2 separate regions of the Rattus norvegicus genome follow, and region 1 is linked to region 2. Evidence: chromatin contacts called from public Hi-C data. All regions are on one chromosome and are shown on one strand. The core of a region is the stretch at or near the end of the contact, and the rest is flanking DNA. Distances in the headings are between cores, read along the strand shown.

Region 1 (6,140 bases), core at 3,168-5,667, 520 kb after region 2:
GGTCTCTCTAGCTTCGGTCATCCCTGAGAATATGGACTTGAAGCCATAGGCCAAAGGACACCCAGGAGCTGCTCTCTCCAGCTTCATAGCCACTCACTTACTCCCTCTGCTCTACCCATGAAACTTTAAGTTTGTTTGTGTGTGTGTGTGTGTGTGTGTGTGTGTGTGTGTGCGCGCACGCGCTTGCATACCTATGTGAGTGTGAAGATAAGAACAATCATGGATGTTGTCCCTCAGGATCTAGCCACCTTGTCTTTTGAGATGGTCTCTCATTTGGTCTGGAACTCTCTGATTAGGTTGGGCTGTGGCCAGTGAGCCCAGAGGCCTGCCTGCTGCTCTATTCCTCCCCACCGGGATTACGAGCGTACGTCATGACACTCAGCATTTCCACGTGTGTTCGGGCAGCTGATCCTGTGTCCTCGTCCTGGCACAGCAGTATTTTCCTGACTGTGCTGTCTCCCAGCCCTCACCAAACTCTTCTGTACCTAAGCATCCTTGCACATCCTATCTCTGTCTGGCACCTTCTTCCTCCAGATGTTTGCAAGGCTGGCTCTCCTCCTTCTCCTTCAGGCCTCTGCCTAAATATTTTCGCAGAGAAGCCACTCAAGGGGCTGTGACTCTCTGCAGTGGGCACTGTGGTCCCCATGCCTCCTAGTGTGCACGCATCATGCAATTGTCTCATTACCTAGAGCTTTATCTGGGAAGCAGAAAGAAAGGACGGGAAGGAATTTTATCTGCTTGTCTTGACCCCTTAGGTTCCTATCGCACTGTACCACACACAGTGTCCAGTTGGTCTCTGTTGAGTGAATATCACCAGGCTAATGTTGACAGAGATGGTTCTGCCAAGACATCCTCAACAAGCTGTGGTCTTTGAGTTGCATTTCCAGCACATTCTCTGGAGTTAATGGGGCCAGGATGTGAGGCATAAGGCCCTCAACTAGCCTACAATAGGAAAACCCAGAGGTATAGTAAAATGATTAGTGGAGCCCAAGACTTGGACAGGGGAGGTAGAAGAGGTTAAGAAGCCTTGGAGATTCTTTTTTGAAAATCAAAAATAGTAGAGATGTTTGTACAACTTTGTGAAGAAAAATTGTTAGGCCAATAAGATGGCTCAGCCGGGTGAAAGGCACTGTTTTGCAAACCCAGTGACCCACAGTAGATTAGGAGGGGTTTTTGTTGTTGTTTTTGTTTTGTTATTGTTCTTTTTGAGATAGGGTTTCATGTAGCTCAGGCTAGGCCTCCAACTTGCTACAGAGCCAAGGATGGCCTTGAACTGTCAATTTTCTTGCCTCTATTGCCCAAGTACTAGATTTACAGGCTTGTGTCTCCATACGCAGTGAGAACCGTTTTGTTTGTTTGTTTGTTTGTTTGTTTGTACAGCATTTAATTTCCTAGTTCTGCCTCTTGCTGCAGGGCTAAGTGAGGGTAAGTTCTTTCTTTCTGTGAAATCCCATCATGGCCTCGGAAAGGTCTGAAGGAGGAAAAACGAGAAACAAGAGCTGGGGGCCTGCTTACCACATGACCTCGGCCCTCAGCCAGGGATGGTCTGCTGGAGAGAGTCGGCTCAGGAGTTTCCTCTAGAAATATTATTTCTCCAGGATGTCCAAGTTTCATAGCTCATTTTCACTGGGTTTCTTTCTGGCTGAGTTTCCTGCACATTCATTTCTGTGAACGGGGCTGGCAGGAAGGCATACACTCAGCCCACGGTCTCCCTTCGGTGACTGGGCATCCAAACCCTTTGGAGGGAACTCCATTCCAGTCCTGCAGACCCACACCCTCCCAGCTGCTGGCTGCTGGGGACCATCAAGGGAGGAGGAAGTGTGACCTCAGAAAGCTGCAGGGACGGGCCACAGAGCACATCCCTTCCTCCTGGAGCAGCGGAATGGGGACAAAGATCAACCCCCCCCATGTGCACAGTGCCAGGCACACTCCCTGCTTTACAGGACTCAGGAGACAGACACACAAACCCCATGACTCAGCAGCTTAATAACAAGAGCAGATACACGTGTACAAAGGACAGTTAATGTCACTGGCCCTCCCCAGCCCTGTGACTCTGTCCCTCTTCTGCCATCTCTCCCACCTTTGTGGTCGTAGAGAGAAGCTGGAGATAACGTCCAGTGAAGAGAGGAAATAAGAAATCCCTGACGACAATTTCCTAAGAAGCATGAACTACTGCAAAGTGTAAAATTCACCAGATGCCAGCTGGGTGTGTCTACAACTGCCCCGGAAAGGCTGAAAAGGTGGACAGGAGACTGGGGATCCATAGCAGGGATGTGCGTGTGTATATGTGTGTGTGTGTGTGTGTGTGTGTGTGTGTGTGTGTGTGTGTGTGTGTATGCGTGTGTCTTATTCATCCCCATGTTCCCTCTAGTTCTATAAAATTAGTTTTGCAGCCACCTCTGGGTCCTGGGTTGATTGCATTTGCTGGTCTTTGGTCTGTATCTAGTGCATGTTTTTGTGTTGTGACTGCATACACATGAGCTATTTATCAAAGATTCACTGTCTCCCACAATTGTTCTGCCTCTCAGGGGTGGAAATGTTTTAAAGGTCTGTTTTTAGTGAATGGACAGACTCCCAGAGCTATCAAAGATTCACTCTTTCTTCCTTTCTTTCTTTCTTTCTTTCTTTCTTTCTTTCTTTCTTTCTTTCTTTCTTTCTTTCTTCCTTCCTTCCTTCCCTCCTTTCTTTCTTTCTTCTTTCCTTCCCTCCCTCCCTCCCTCCCTCCTTCCTTCCTTCCTTTCTTCCTTCCTACCTTTTGCCCTTTTCTTTGAACAAAGATTTTATTTTAGGTGAGTACACTGTACACCGTTGCTGTCTCTGTCTTGAGACACACCAGAAGGGGGCGTAGTTGTGAGCCACCATGTGGTTGCTGGGAATTGAACTCAGGTCCTCTGGAAGAGCAGCCAGTGCTCTTAACCACTGAGCCATCTCTCCAGCTTCCTTTGTCCTTTATTGTGTGTGTATGAAGTGTGTATTGAAGGGGGTGTGCATGCTGTGACTTAAGTGTAGAAGTCAGAAGACAACTTTCTGGAGTCAGTTCTCTCTTTCCAAAAGCTTTACGCAGATTCTATTCAAAACAAAACAAAACAAAACAAAACAAAACAAAACCAAACCAAACCACATTCAGGTTTTAGACTTGCAAGCAAGTACTTTACCTACCAAGCTACCTTGCTGGCCCAAAGACTCAATTCTTGCTCCTGGTGATGTCTGAAGTGATCTGTGACCCATCTCAGGCTTGAGTACAGGGAATCCATAAGATACAAGCACCCTTAGGACCCAGAAGTACCAGGGGTGGGATGCGGATGAGATGGGGAGTCACAGGAGCCTACATTCTCTGTGGTCAACACCCGCCACCAGGTGAATGGTGTCCTCACTGGGGAGAGACCTGCTGGGTGTACGCAGGAAAGGCAGCAGGCCTGGCCATTTCAAGGTGCTTATTATTGAAAAACAAAGTGCACAGCTAACTGAGTACTTCCTTTAGCTCAGTTCCAAGATGGAGATGGCAAATCTTGATTTAGCAGAACAGGAAACAGCTTTCTAAAGACAACCTAGTGGTCAATAGGAAATTTCTTCAGAAATTCAGAGCCTTATAAAAATTGATTTGAAGAGAGTTGGAAAAGGCTTATGTGGTAGATTTTTTTTTTTTAAACTATCAACGTGTTACTCTGTAGCCCAGGCTGAATCTGGCAGTTGCAGTGATTCTCCTGCCTCAGTCTCCCAAGTACTGTTATGGCAACCATGAAGTGCGGTCTCCAAGTGTTTGGTGGATCTGTGGCCCTATGTTTCCTGAGGAGATGCAGGCTTGTACCTTTAGGTGTTTTGTTTTGATTCTGGTTTTGGTTTTTGGTGCTGGGCATTGAACCTAGGACCTGGTTTGTGCTAAGCATAGATGTTGAAAGGTGTTGGTTTGAGAATACAAAACATAAGTATCAGCCTGAAATGTACGAGATCACCTTGGTGGCTTGCACTCCTGTTTTACACTCAGTGTTCAACACCCTGTGGTCTCTGGGTACTTACAGCTCCTTCTGAAGAGGAGCCCAGCGCTTTCCAGAGGCTCCACTAGCCTCCACCTGGGTCCTAGTGCTGTATATCTAAGGCATAGCTGCGTCCGTTTTCTTGTATGTGACCATTAGCTTCCACGCAGCCGTAACCAAAGCTTGTTCATAGAGAGGTACATGATCCCTTACTTTCTAAGAGCAGAAAGAAGGGAAAAGAATCCAAGGTAGCTAGTGCCAAGAGTGGTGAGCTCAGGGGCCACACCCCTATCTACTCCTGTCCTGCGCTAGGGATCTTTACTGCTAAGGCGACAGCTGGTATCTTGGAAGCCAGAAAGGAGGGCCTCACTCCTGTGTGGCATGGCCTGCCCTTTCTGCCTCCTGCCTGGGGAGAGGCCACAGAGATTACGTGCCCAGTTTATTCTGGGTTGGAGACTTCCCGTCCTTGGTTGTGTTTACTCAGAGTGAGGTCAGCCTCATTCAGAACTCAGCCAGGTTGTTTTATGTCAGTGGAGTTTATAATTAAAGTGTAACCACAAGCCAGGCTTTGCAAAACATTAAAAGACAGACAAGAGGAAAAATGGACTGGAGGGGGGAAAATTCCAGTGGTTTTCAGTGTGTGTGTGTGTGTGTGTGTGTGTGTGTGTGTGTGTGTGTGTGTGTACATACATATGGAAAAGAGTTTGTGCTAACATTTGTGAAGGTGTCTTGTCTTTTAACATCTGGAAAAAAGTCAGTGAATTTTTTTATTTAGCCCAGAGATTGACTAACACATTTGCGTGTGTGTTCATTCATATGTATAATGTAGCTTCTCTAGAAGAATTCCCCTGTAATCAAATAAGGGGTCTTGGGTTAGACTCAGGGACCTGGGAGGCTGATGTACCACATGTGGCAGGCTGGTGTACCCTGTTGGGGGGACATTCCTTCCTGTAGGCCCGCCCCTCTCTCTGGCTACAGCATCAGGGCCCAGACCTCCCCAATGTGGTTATTTGGAAGGCTGCTCTGACTCGGAGGCCAAGCTGGTGGGGAATAAGATGCCTTTGCCATTAAATGTGGATTCCCATCAGACCAGACAACGGAAGTCTGGACTCCCCCCAAACAGTCTGCAGGGAGGGATTTCACTAGAGTGTGGTCTGCTTGTATCCAGGGCAATGCAGTAAGATCCTTTGGACCAGCAAACTCCCCTGGTGCCTTTAGGATGTGGCTAGATTTATAAATATTTGATTGGCACACACTCGGCTGAAGAACATTTCCATCTGTGTGGCGAGAGTGTGGAGGATCCCCCCTCTCCTACCCCCGGTCTCTTTCCTACGCGCTGGGGGAGGCTGTAGGGCTGTAGGCTCCACGAGGAGGCTGGAGCTTAGGGATGTTCAAGAGTGGTGTGCCCTTGCTGTCTGTACAGCTGCTGTTCCAGTTGTTGAGTAAGAGTAAGTCCTGGCAAGCCTTCGCCAGAGAGGACACTCTGGCAGACAAGCAGAGAGCTCTTGACATTGGTGGCTTCTGTGCCATGGAAGCCAAGTGGGAAGAACCTGATGGGCTATGGCATGGGCAGGCTGTGGCTCTGCGGCAGGTTGCAGGCGTTCCAACTGACACAGTCCCAGAGAAGCTGGGGTGTACAGTCACTGGAAATCCTGTGAACAAGCTTAACATTTAATTTCATGGCCAGCTATCAGTCTTAGGAAGACAGTGACAACCATGGGGAATGTCACCGTTTTGAACATTTAGGGGCCCAACAGTGTGCTGGACACCCTCAGAAACATCACATCTCACATCCCTACTTTCCAGGGACATAGATAACTGTTAGCATGCCTGTCTTCAAGACAAGGAAACTGAGGCACCGAGAGGAAAACTAACTGCCACAAGGTGGCCCAGCTCTGGTAAACACAGTCAGAAGACATCAACCTGTCCTTGCTTGTCTGTACCACGCGCTAGGATAAGTGCACCAATGTAATTAGTTTGTGGGGTGAAAATGTTAGTACCAGGGTGGTGGGATCCTCAGGAAGAGCAGGTTAGTATTAGGACAGAGAAATAATTTCCACATGCTGTCCCTGTGAGGGGCTGGTCACATCCTGTTAGCTTTTGGGTTTTCAGCACAATGGTGACTAGCAACCCCGGAGGGCTGTTGTTAGCTAGGAATGACCTGTG
Region 2 (6,707 bases), core at 3,504-6,003:
AAAAAACATTCTGCTACATACTCTACATGGATGAACCCTGAAAACATGCTACCCAAAATCTAGGCACAGACATCCAAATGAACACGTTACTGACCTGACTCATATGAGGTACCTAGAGAAGTCAGATTCTGGGGTGAAATAGTAGTTCCCAGCACTTTGAAAGAGGGGGGGTGGGGTGGGGAGCTATCTGACAGGAAGTCACAGCTGGCCAGGGTTAGAGTGCATAGTTCTGGATAGGAGTCTCCAGAGGTGTGAAGGTAGAGGTGTGTAGTGCCCTCGGAGGTCACAAGAGGGGGCTGGATCTCTGGAGCTGAAGTTAAGAGGTAACCACCTGAGGTGGGTGCTTGGGTTGAATGCAGAAACAGTGTATGTTCTTCTTCTGGTAGACAAGGGGGTTGAGATGGGGTCGCTATGGAGTCCTGGCTATCCTGGAACTTGCTATGTAGACCAGGCTGGCTTGGTCTCACTAAGACCTTGAAAACATGCTACCACTTAAACTAATGAAGACGCTCTTCCCTCTGCCTTCCTAGTGCTGGGCTTAAAGCCAGTGCGTGTTCCTCACCCCCGAACCATCTCTGCAGCCTTGATTTTGAGCTTTTTAGACAAAATGCCAGTGTCCCAGGTGCCCCTTATTCCTTGGTCTAACACAACCTCCTGCCTATCAGCCCTTTCCCTAGACCCCAGCAGCCCGGCTACTTCAAAACACCCAGTTTTGAAGATGGCAACTGTTTAAGGTGTTTTACCAGGTTTCTCTTTGTTTGATTTTTATCATTTAAAATGAAACCACAACAAAATGACTGGGTGACAGAGATGACGACCAAGGTCACAAGTCCCATCCTCTACCAAGGGTGCCTGGCAGAAAGAGGCAACACAGTCCAGACATAGAACCTGGATCCCAGGATCGAATTTGCAGAGAGAAATGGCATGGAGTTGGGGACCAAGCAGAGGGGAAAAAGCACCTTCATATTAAGCAAGTATTCTCTAAAATGTCTGCAGTGCCCAAGAAGCTTCTATATCAATCACGGCATCTTTTAGTATGGCTACTAAGGTAAGCGCCATTCTACAACTGGGCAAGCAAGGCTGTAAGAGAAGGACCAATGAGCCATTCCTCTCCAAGGCTGAGCTCGTGAGAAGTGGCGATTCCCCAAGAATCAGGAAGAACACGAAAGACACTCACCCACATACTCGTCCATGTTGAAGGTTTTCACATATTTAAAGGACAGGTCCCCATTCTTATAGTACTCAATCAGCTTCTGGTAGCAGCCAAGCGGGGTGCTCCCTGTGAGAGGCAATTAGGAATGTCACCACAACCACAAACACCCTTCAGCTCCCAGGAGGATCAAGAAGTCTGTCAGCTCTGTAGTCTCCCCTATTCACCAGCCTATCGACTCTGTGCTTGGTGTCTAACGTCCCTAGACTTCTCTGCTCTAGAACAGGACTGTGAAGGTCTCTCAGGGTTAGCCACACAGCTGACAGAAGTCACTGGTTAGCATCTGCATGAGTACCAGACTCGATTACTCATGTGCTGTTCTAGAAGCATCAACTAGGTGCAAGGCACAGGGCTGTAGACGGGAAGACAGAGACAGCTAGCCTAGAGGAGACTGTAGAAATGGGGACACAGCAGAGATGTAAGCTGTGACAGGGTCACCCTGTGCTTCAGAGTTCAGGAAGACTTATCAGAGCAACACCAGTCCTGAGTGGAGTCTCGTGAGCAGATAAGCACACAAAAGGCAGGAAGACCACAGAGAGTAAGACTGACGAGCTGAACTGTGCGTACGGCTTAGTGATGGGGCCAAAAAGAACATAGATACACGAACGCTGACTGGAGAGTGGGTTAATTTAAAATTAACCTTCCAAGATGGGGGGGTGTGGTGGTGGAGTGGGGCTTAAGACGCAGGAATAGTTCCTCGCCAGGTGTAGAGACAAGAAGGAAATAAACACGAATGCCCCAAACACAATTCACGTAGACTATTAGGGAAAGCTTTGAATACAGACTGTGTATTAGATGATGCTGCAACATGCTGTGGCAGACCTGTCCTTGGGTCTATAGTGGTTATGCGGGACAAATGTTCTCATTCTTGGGAGGTTAGGGCTGCAAGACTTAAAGTGTCAGGTTGTCCAGAACCTACTTTCATGTGATTCCAACAACAAACTACAAGGGTAGACAAAGGAAAGAGCAAATGTGCCAAGATATTAACTGGCAAATCAAGACAAAGGACGTTTATACTGTGGGTGCCAGTTCTGAATAACTGAAACCTTCAAACTTACCCTCATCCAGCAGAGACTGTCATCCTTCTGCCTCACAAATATAATCCTGCAGAGGCTGCTCCAGCCTGTCAGGGGCTTTACCTCAAGGCCTCTGCACCACTGTCCTCTCAGAGGCCATGCTCTTCCTTCATGTCACTTCTTCAGGCCTCCCTCAGTGCCTCTTTCTCAGAGACCTCTGCCACCACATCTGACACGGCTCCGCCTAGGTACACCCCCCAGACTTTCTCCTGTTGCCTTCTAACATACTCTACATCTTGCTAATTAACTTGCTTACTCTGTTTTTCCCACTATAATTTAAGTTTTAAGAAGTAGGCATTTTTGCTTTTTTTTTTTTTTTAAATGTTGTTGCTATATCCCCAGAACCGTAACTGTTTGGTGTACAGCAGGCACTGGAAGACTTATCTACTGAGTGGGACTGGAGAGGTGGCTCAGCAGCTAGAAAGCTTTCCTTGCCAGGTGGGGTAGTGCACACCATTGATCGTAGCACTGGGGAGGGACAAGGTGGATTTCCGAGTGTGAATCCAGTCTGGTCTAGATAGCCAGTTCCAAGCCAAGGCTCCCTAGTGAGACCTTGACTCAAAAACAAACAAACAAACAAATGAACAAAATTTTCTTTCATGTGTGAGACTACGCATGTGAATGCAGGTGTCTGCAGATTCCAGAAGAGGGCTTTACATCACCTGAAGCTGGACTTAGGGATGGCTGGGGTCTACTGTCATTAGGTGCTAGACCTGAACTCCGGTCCTCTGCAAGAATGGCAGTGCTTTTAACTGTTGAGCCATCACCTCTCCAGCCCAAGAATGGTTTTAAAGTTTTTAAATATTTTTTTAATCAAAAGAATATTTCACGACATGAAAATTATGTAAGCCCAAACTTCAGTGTCTACAAAGAAAGTTTTTAAACGTCTAGCCACACGCATCCACATATATATCCACCAGTGGCTGTTTTCCTACCTACAGTGGCAAAATGAGCAGCTGTAATAGTGACACCTGAAATATTTACTGCAGAAGTCTGAAGGCCTCTTTACGGTGGATGGGTCGGACAAACCACCAAGGCACTGGATCAAAATATCTTCCTGTAAAGGTAACATTCAGACTCTTTTCCAGAAGACAATTGGACTTTATAATCAACTAAGCTTTATAGAAAAGTATTTGAATGATTAACTTCTCAGTTCTCCTATGAGTAGGGCTCAGCTAGTACCCTCTACCAGTAGAGAACGGGACTGAGTTAGGATTTAACTTCTGCTTCCTGTTTATGGTTAAACCTCTGTTTTTCAAGGACTGAGCTATGCCTCACCTGTAACTTTAACTAGGACTGGTTCTTTACTGCCTGTTCCAGGAACGGCAATCGTGCCTTTATTTCAAAAAGTTATTTATTACCATCTTGCACCCCTTTCTTTGTTTCAAAAGGTTATACGAACCCCGTGCCCATTGTCTTAGTTGTGATTACCTTGCTTTGGTTCTTTTTTTTTTTTTTTTTTTTTTTTTGGAGCTGGGGACCGAACCCAGGGCCTTGTGCTTCCTAGGCCAGCGCTCTAACCACTGAGCTAAATCCCCAACCCGTGATTACCCTGCTTTGTTATTACCTGTTATGTGCTTACTTTCCCCCAATTGGAAACCCGCTACCCACCACCCCCTCTTTCCCACTGCATACCGGTGGGGAGCCCCAGGGTGAAGTACTTGTCAGGTCCTGGGTTAAACTGGATGATGCGGTTCCTAATATACTTGGCCGCCCACTCACTGGCCTGTGAATAGTGTTCCAGAATAATGAGCTTCATCTCGACCTGCAGCGTGGACATAACAAATTGAATTAAGGGGAGGGCAGGGACAGAGAAGACTGGGGAGGAGGACAGAGTCCTTTCAGCCAAGCAACAGCCTTCTCCTCCCTCATAGGTGAACAGGTTGGGCGGCTTGTCTTCGCCAACCACCAGGAGGCGGTACTGAGGGGTCAGTCCTTGTCTGGAGAGGACCTTACAAAACACCAGAATTTTCTTGGCCCGTTCCTTCCAGTGTAAAATTGCACTCGTCAGTACCTGCCTCCTCGATTTCACGACAGCACGTGAACTACATAGCATACAGTCGGCGGGCCACTGTCACCAACAGCTGGGCCTGCTCCTGCCCACATCCTCACCTAGGGCAGGTCCCCTGCCTCCAGCTCCCTTCGAGTACCAGAGGTGCCGCGGAGTCACCGTAGGGCACTTGGAGAAGGTGGCGAGGCATGGAGAGGGGCGGGGTACTTCCTGCCCTCCCAGCTTGCTCCCAGGGTCCTTAGTTTCCCCTAAAGCACCGAGGGATACAGGTAACCCTGCGCAGGGAGGGCTAACGGCTCGCCGTCGTCCGCGTAGCCTGGCGTCCCCCACCCAGACTGCGCTCACGTCGCCCCTCGGGCCACCAGTGACCCAGGTCCGGGGGTCCGGAAATCCCGAAGGGTCGCTCCCACTTACTCGTAGGCTTTCCGCAGCTGCAGCGGCGACAGCACTGGCAGCCGGGCCGTGCACGTCACGTGGTCACAGGTCACGAGGTGCGCGCGCACTGCCAGCTGACTCAGGGCCGTCCTTTACTGCCAGGCAGCTCTGCCTGAGGCCCCAAGGTGTGACCTTCTGATCTGGGTGTGTCACTTAGATGTAAAGTGCAAAGTGGACTGCTGACTGTGCAGCCACAGCCCCTCTCAGCCCGGCGTGGGGTGCACACTGACACAGCAGTAGCACTAAGCCCTGGACAAGATGCCGGGGTGTAGGCCTTACGAGAGGATGCATTGTTTGAGCACTGGCTGTGTGCACTGGCGCCTTGAACACAGCTAAATCTGTAGCTAAATCTGGCTATTTCGGTCCCCAGCCCCTCCCTCCAGAATTCGGACCTTGAAAAGGAGACTTTAAAAAAGTATGGTTGTAAGGGGTTGGGGATTTAGCTCAGTGGTAGAGCGCTTGCCTAGGAAGCACAAGGCCCTGGGTTCGATCCCCAGCTCCGAAAAAAAAGAACCAAAAAAAAAAAAAAAAAGTATGGTTGTGCAGACTCCTGATTGTATGTCAGAGCAGAGATAAGACAGCAGTCCGTCAAGGGACTCCCTATGCTCAAGTCACAAAGCTGGGCAAAAGGCGCAACTACTGCTTAATTATCTCGTTTGTGATGTCTCTCGGAGGGATCTACTGTTCTCTTGCAGAAAGTTAGGTTGGTTACTTATGTCGAAATTACTGGGTGTCGGGGTTGGGGATTTAGCTCAGTGGTAGAGAGCTTGCCTAGGAAGCACAAGGCCCTGGGTTCGGTCCCCAGCTCCGAAAAAAAGAACAACAACAACAAAAAAAAAAAAAAAAGAAAAAAGAAATTACTGGGTGTCAGCCAGCCAGAGCGGAAGTCAGAACAAGGAGAGAAAAGAAGGCCCTTGTCATTCTTGGGTCCACCCTACTTCCTGTCTATGTTTTCACTTTGTAGTATCCAAACAAGACATAGTCTTTTAAAAAGACTTAAATGTATGTGCGTGTTTCTCTGTGTGTAAGTCTCATGTATGGAGGTGCCCAAGTTGGCCAGAAAGTGGCATTGAATCCCCAGGTGCTAAAGTTGTGGAGTTCCCTGACTTGGGTGCTAGGAACTGAATTCAGATCCTCCACAAGAGAAGCAAACACTTAACTGCCAAGCCACCTCTCCAGTTGTCTACCTTGGGGTATCTCAAACTCTGAGGGCATTTAGGAAATGCCCATGCTTAAGTCAGGGAGAAGAACTTATGTGGTCAGCCCTTCTATTATATTGGGCTTTGCCAAGAGCTTTGGTACCCATGTGTCTTAGTTAGGGTTCATATTGCAGTGATGAAACATAACCAAAAGCAACTTGAGGAGAAAAGGGGTTTTTGGCTTATACTTACTGTTTGTCATTGGAGGAAGTCAGGATGAGAACTCAAACAGGGCAGGAACCTGGAGGCAGGAGCCGATGCAAAGGCCGTGAGAGTGTATGTATGTGCACGCCTGCGCTGCTTACTGGCTTGTTCTCTGTGCTTGCTCAGCCTGTGTTCTTATAGAACCCAGGACCGCAAGCCCAGGTGTGGTTCTACCCACAATGGGCTGGGTCCTCCCTCATCTAATTAAGAAGATGCTCTCCAGGCTTTTGTGCAGCCTGGTCTTATGGAGGGATTTCCTCAGCTGAAGTTCCCTCTTCTCAGATGACTATAGATTGTGTCGAGCTGACATAAAACTGTCAGGCACAGCTGACCCCTTATCAACTTGATACACAAACATATCCCTGTTGAACTGCACCCTTTGCTTTTTCCTTTCATTCCCAAGGTCACACATTAATAAGAACATCACAATATAAAATATTTTACAAACTTAAAAACAATGGTATCAAGTGATCCCTTTCAAGAGTCAGGTGTGATTGTTAATATTTATACATGCACATACTTATCTGCGGCCTCACAGTCTGGAACATTCTAGGCCATGGTAAGCTCTTCAT

What was found. A called contact is a pair of places that touch in the nucleus more often than the background predicts.
Region 1: a Hi-C map of hepatocytes shows a contact between it and region 2, with 2.3 times the contacts expected there. The contact joins the enhancer-like site here to the promoter of Gnpda1 in region 2. A contact is called at or near these places in 3 of 12 Hi-C or Micro-C datasets (frontal cortex, hepatocytes and mammary epithelial cells).

Annotation. Positions count from the first base shown.
Region 1 is chr18:30,946,599-30,952,738 of GRCr8, forward strand. All of the region lies in intron 2 of Fgf1 (fibroblast growth factor 1), which reads right to left. It also overlaps a transcript of Arhgap26 not described here. Among named protein-coding and RNA genes, the nearest start is that of Fgf1, 12 kb to the right of the region's middle. Within about 2 kb of position 4,418, at least 23 of the 93 cell types and tissues checked have an H3K27ac peak or open chromatin away from gene starts, as enhancers often do. A contact at or near this core is called in hepatocytes, where this site is marked.
Region 2 is chr18:30,423,877-30,430,583 of GRCr8, forward strand. Gnpda1 (glucosamine-6-phosphate deaminase 1) reads right to left here and starts at 4,754. Exons shown (of 7, transcript NM_001134995.1): 1 at 4,712-4,754; 2 at 3,922-4,051; 3 at 1,178-1,279. The coding sequence starts at 4,045.